2 separate regions of the Canis lupus genome follow, and region 2 is linked to region 1. A link is a contact called in public Hi-C data. All regions are on one chromosome and are shown on one strand. The core of a region is the stretch at or near the end of the contact, and the rest is flanking DNA. Distances in the headings are between cores, read along the strand shown. Region 1 holds the start of TEX264 (testis-expressed protein 264). Region 2 holds the start of RBM15B (putative RNA-binding protein 15B).

What was found. A called contact is a pair of places that touch in the nucleus more often than the background predicts.
Region 2: a contact with region 1 is called in a Hi-C map of blood, with 5 times the contacts expected there. The contact joins the promoter of RBM15B here to the promoter of TEX264 in region 1. A contact is called at or near these places in 4 of 9 Hi-C or Micro-C datasets (amygdala, blood and liver).

Annotation. Positions count from the first base shown.
Region 1 is chr20:38,364,611-38,367,310 of UU_Cfam_GSD_1.0, forward strand. It overlaps TEX264 (testis-expressed protein 264), which reads right to left and starts at 1,328. Exons shown (of 6, transcript XM_038566299.1): 1 at 1,229-1,328; 2 at 179-253. LOC119864684 (a long non-coding RNA gene) reads left to right here and starts at 1,410. Exons shown (of 2, transcript XR_005374911.1): 1 at 1,410-1,901.
Region 2 is chr20:38,598,986-38,601,697 of UU_Cfam_GSD_1.0, forward strand. It overlaps RBM15B (putative RNA-binding protein 15B), which reads right to left and starts at 1,332. Exons shown (of 1, transcript XM_038566333.1): 1 at 1-1,332. The coding sequence starts at 1,332.

The DNA of each region.
Region 1 (2,700 bases), core at 78-2,577:
TCTCCATCCTCCTCAAAGCAACGCAGTTCCCACCTCCCTCTTCCTCTCACCTCCTGAACTACCCAGAAGGGAGGGGAAAATGGGATCCCAGAACTTAGGTCTGCACAAGACTGAGGCAGGGAAAAGTGAATTCCCCCATATTCAAGAGAAGGGCAGGAGGAGGGCTGGGGAAGCTCACCTGAAAAGACAGGCTCACTTTAGCAACTCATAGCATCCAGCGCCGCAGGGACCAGGTGCTTCAAGTGCTCCAGTGCTGGGGGCAGAGAGAAAATCACCACTGAGCTGGGCACCCCTGCCTTGACTGTTCCCTCTTCAGGGAAAGCCCACTAGGGCCTCTACAATAACTCCCTCTTCACCACAAGGTTGCACCTCTACCTCGTCCTCCTACCCCTTCCGGAAATCAGAAGCCGAACTCGGCCTCGGAAGGTCAGCTCAGGGTGGGGCCATGCTCACGCCCCCGTTCTTGGGAGTCCTCTTCCCGGAGGGTTCCGGCCACTGCACCTGGCTCTGAAACAGCCCCGGCCGCTGACACGGGGCAGGCTGTCCCCCTCTGGCTTCAGTTTCTCCTCAGGTCAGAGACCGGGGGTGGTCGCCTCAGGCGGCGAGGTTGTGGGCGGGCTGTCCCGCGCCGGCTTCCTGAGGCTGCTCCCTTGCGCCGCGGCAGCGGGCCAGGCCTTTCAACGTCGGCGCCGGCGGAGAGCAGACAGACCGCGGTTCCGAGTGGCCTGAGCGGGAAGGGGGCGCGCCGCCTCCCACTCTGGGCTTCCAGCCCTGCTCACCCGCACCTCGCGTATTTACCCAGAACCTTTCTTTTCAGCCACGACCTCACCGGGCCTCACACACCTCCCTAAGTTAAGAGACGCTAAAGTTTGTAGCCACCGCTGCGAGGCGCGGCCTCCAGGGGCAGGGGCGGAGCTAAAGTGCGGTTCTGGCCTCAGTTCCCCACCCCCACACCCCGCTCCGGCTTCACTGCCTCGGGGCGTGCCGCGCACCGGAGGCCGAGGCAGGGGCGGCCCGGGGCGGTAGACTGGCCCAAGACCTTCGAGCCCTGGGACCGGGTGGGGGCCAGCTGCGGGTGAGACGAGATGCAAAGAGCGGCCTGGGCCGCGAGGATCACGGAGGGGACGCGGGGGCCCCTGAGGTCACGCCCGGGCGGACGGAGTTCCAGGCCCTCAGCGCGCGTGGGGCCGCCCCGGCGGGGACGCCTCTCCTCTGGCTCGGCCCTCACCTCAGCGGCCGCCCGCCGCGGACGCCGATGGGCGCAGGCGGCTCCAGCCTAGGTCGCGGAGCCTGCGCGCGCCCGCCCGCCGCGCACGCTCGCTCCGCCCCCTCTCGCGGCGGGACGTGGCCGTGGCCGTGGGCGCGTGCGCGCGGGCCCCGGAGGGCGGAGGCCTGCCCCGCCCAGTCTCCATAGCAACGAGCGGCGCCCATTCCGCTCCTCCCCAGCCGTCGGGGGCGGAGCCCGCTGAGCACCTTCCCGCCTTCCACCACTTACCGGGCCTCAGTCGTGGGAGGCCGATGGCAGTCAGCGTGGTGGGTCGCAGTAGAGAGCTGGGCTGGGATCCAACAGGGAAGACCGCACCAGAGTGAAGCGTTTGAAAAGGCTTGGGAAGTTCAGCACAGCAGCATCCGCCTCTGGCATTTATTTGTATCACACTTCGTCTTGCCACTTTCTCTCACTGAAGCTTCCCGGTAGACCTGGGAACCCAGCAAGGCAAGGCTACTTGCCCCCCTTTTACAACTGAGGAAACTGACGCCCAACTTGGACTCAGGGAAGAAGCGAGCGGATCCAACCTCTGCAACAGCGCAAATGTCAGTCATGTCTCCCAACACTCCACCCCACCTCACCCCTAACCAGAGCACAGGAGTGGTCGTTCATCCATCCACCCAACACTTATTCAGTAAGCTCTCTGCCAAGATAGTTCTAGGGATTGGGGATACTGAGGGAGCAAAACCAACGCCCCGCCCCCTTGGAGCTAACCAGGAACCGCCCCCCTCCGGGCCCCTTTCTCTTGAGCCCAGGATGTGCTTGGGCGGAGGTTGGTCTGCCCTTCTAGTTAAAGGTGTTCTAGCTAACTCCCAGATCCATTGTAAGCTCCTCGAACATAGGTTGAATCTTCAGCTCATATTTCCGAGAGGACCTACAAACTACAAAGCACTCTTCTAGAGCCCCAAAGATCAAACTTTGCCCTCCTGAGAGGCCCAGTCCTGCAGTGGAGGGGCAGGGGGATGGGACAGCTATGCTAAGCTTGGCTACAAGACAGGCTGGGCCAAGAGCTAACTTGGTGCTCCTGACACGGAAGATTGCTATTGGAAGAGGAATCATCTTAAAGTGGATTCCACTGCTGCACTAGCAAAGGGCAGAGTGAGCACAGAGGCACTCATAATCCTGGCTTCCTTTCCCACCACTTCACACAGTTCCTTCCACAGGCAGGAAAGGATGACCCTCATCCACAGGGCCAAGACTGTCCTCAGCTCTCCAGACAAACACTGGCAGAAAGAGCAGCTGGCCTTTCACAGGCACTCAAGGTTGGGTTGGCAGGGTCATGGCAGTTGTTTTGCTTATGGACATCAAATACATGATCAAATCCTTTAAGTGTTCCAGGTAAGTGGGCTATACACTTAGAACCATTTCCTGTGAGATAAGGGCCAGTTCATGGTTCAGAGACAATACAGCTTCTGCCCACAATATTTGCTGGG
Region 2 (2,712 bases), core at 82-2,581, 230 kb after region 1:
AGCGGCCAGTGAGGTGTTAGGTCCCAGGCCGCCCACCCAGAGGCGAGTGGTGGGGTTGGCCTTGCCATAGCCTATCTTAATGGGGTTTCGGCCAATCACCCGGCCCGACATGGCCACCTTGGCCCTGTGGGCCATGTCTAGATTCTGGAACTTGAGGAAGGCATACGCACCACCCTGGCCACGGGCAGGTCTCTTGATGACCACCTCCTCAATGATGCCGTACTTCTCAAAGGCCCGCCGCAACTCCACCTCGGACACGCTGTGGTCCAGGTTCCCGATGAAGAGGTTGCGCGTGGCCCGCTGGTCGTCCTCAGGCATCAGGTCCTCCTCGCACACGGCGGGGTAGCCGTATGGGCGCCCGCGGTCGTCGTACAGACCGTAGTAGTCCAGGGCCCGCTCCCGGGACAGTCCTACTGCGGCGGCGGCGGCAGCATCCAGGGCAAAGGCCGCCGCGGCGTGGCGGGCGCGGGGCTCCCGTAGCGGAGGGGCGGCCACTGGGGACAGAGAGCGCTGCTTGTACTGGTAGCCGCCGTGCAGCGGCAGGTAACCGAGCGGGTCGGCGGGCGCGGGCGGCCCTGGGGGCGGCGTGGAGGCGGCAGCACTGCTGCTGCTGCTTCGCCGGCTGCTCCCGCCGCCGCCGCCGCCGCCGCCGCCGCCGCCGCCGCCGCCGCCACGCAGGTACACCGGCTCCACCTTGAGCGGCCGGTCGTAGAGCAGCAGCTGGCGGGCCAGGGCGTGCTGGCGGGCCTCGCGTGCGTCCTGCGGGTGCCGGAAGTTCACGTAGGCCACGCGGCCCAGCTCTGGCGTGTGCGACAGGCGCAGGCTGATCTCGCCAAAGCGCTTGAACTGGTGGAAGAGTCGGTCCTCGAGGTGCTCGGCGGGCAGCGCGGGGCTCAGGCTGCTGATGAGCAGCGTCTTGTACTCGGGTGCGGCCGCCGATGAGCCGGGCCCCGCGGGCTCGGCCCCGGGCGGTGGCGGAGGTGGCGGCAGCGGAGACGCGCGAGGTGATGCACCTGAAGCGCCTGGGTCCCCGGAGGCCTTGCCACCGCGTCCCCCGCCGCCAGCGCCCGAGCCCGAGGAGCGGCCGCTGCTCGCACGGTGATTCGCGTCCCCGGCGCCGCGGCCGTCGCGATGCCCACCCCCGCCGCCCCCGCTACCGCGGGGTTTGTCGCGGGCCCGCGTTGGAACGGGATGCTTGGCGCCGCCCGAGGCCTTGTGCGCCGCCCGCCGCCCGCCCGCCTCCGCCTCCCGTTCGCGCTCCCGCGGCCGCTTGGCCGACGATGACGAGCCGCGCCCGCTCGGGCTCGAGTCTCGCTCGCTCTGCCTCTTCATGGCGCCGGCGCGGCGGGCGGGCGGGCGGCCCGCAGGCCCCTCACAGCGGCGGCGGCGGCGGCCGAGGAGGCAGCGCCCCCGGCGCCGCCATCTTGGACAAAAGGACTCGGCGCGGCGGTGGCGGCGGGGCGGGGCGGGAGCGGCGCCCAGGGGCTGGGCGTCGCGTTATCAGGCAGCGCCGGACTGTCACGTGACCCCGCGGCGGGCGGGGCGAGAGCTACGCCGGGTGTGCGTCATCGGACTGCGCCGCCCCCATCACGTGACCCCCGGGGGCGGGGCAGGGGCCGGGAGGCCGGCGGGCGATCGCGGCCCGGCATTGAGCTCTGGCGCCACCGCGCGGCCTTGGGGCCGGGCTGCGCGGAGATGGGGGCCATCGCGAGAGCGGGCCTGGTTCGCTCCTGCCGGCCCTAGGCTTCCCGCTTCCGGCGCGGGGGCCCGCGCTGCGTGGAACAGGAGTGGCAGTGCCTGTGGGCGCCGGGCTCCCGACTCTTGACCAGCGGCCTCTTTACGTAGCATCCCCCGACTGGTCCGGGGTCGACGGTGAAGAGGATCTAAGCACGCCGCTCCCTCAGCCCTGTCCAGCGCCCACGCCCCACAAAGCAGGGATCCTCCGCATTCAGGTATCACCTGCTGCGGTCCCTGGAAAGGCCGCGATGACCAAGGGCTGTCCATGCAAAAGGCGAGGCTCAGCAGGGTTGAGGCGGAGAAACCCGCGCCAGCAAACCCGCCGTTTACCGAGTGCGAATTGGCGCCACTAGGCTGCGGCCCTCCGAGCAGTGGGCTGAGGGCAGGGCCACGGAGCCAAGGGCGAAGAGAAGGCCAAACCCAGTCGTTAGCACAGCTTGCTACGCTTACCTCTTGAGGCTGACCAGTGCCCTTCTATCCACTTCGAGGGCCAGGACCTCTTCTCCAGAGGTGAGGTGCGGGGGAGGCGGAAAGAATCCTGCCTGGGTGCCCAAGCGGCCTTGGGATGGTTTTATTCCCGAGAGCTGCTGGAAGCATCGCAGAACCTGACCCTTCTGCACGGAAACCGTGGGGGCGGGGAAGAGGCTGCCAGTTCCTCCTCCTCCTCCTCCCATGACCATACATAAAGCAGCTCCTGGAGCAGCTGAGGCAAGTGCAAGGGGAAAGCTCTTAAAAGAAACATCTGTAACATTGTCTGATCTTAACTCCCCTTCCAGCAGGAATGAGTTAACCCTTTGTAGATAACCGTGGGGGTCAGCCCTAGAGTGGGAGTGGTTGGGTTGTTTTTCTGTTCCTGTGTTCAGTGTGGCCTGTAGGCCATGGCCATCTACTTCCTAAGATTTCTATCGCCAGCCGTGGATTTTCCCAGCACCTATAAGGGGCTCAGGACACACTGCGCTGGTCACATCTCAACAG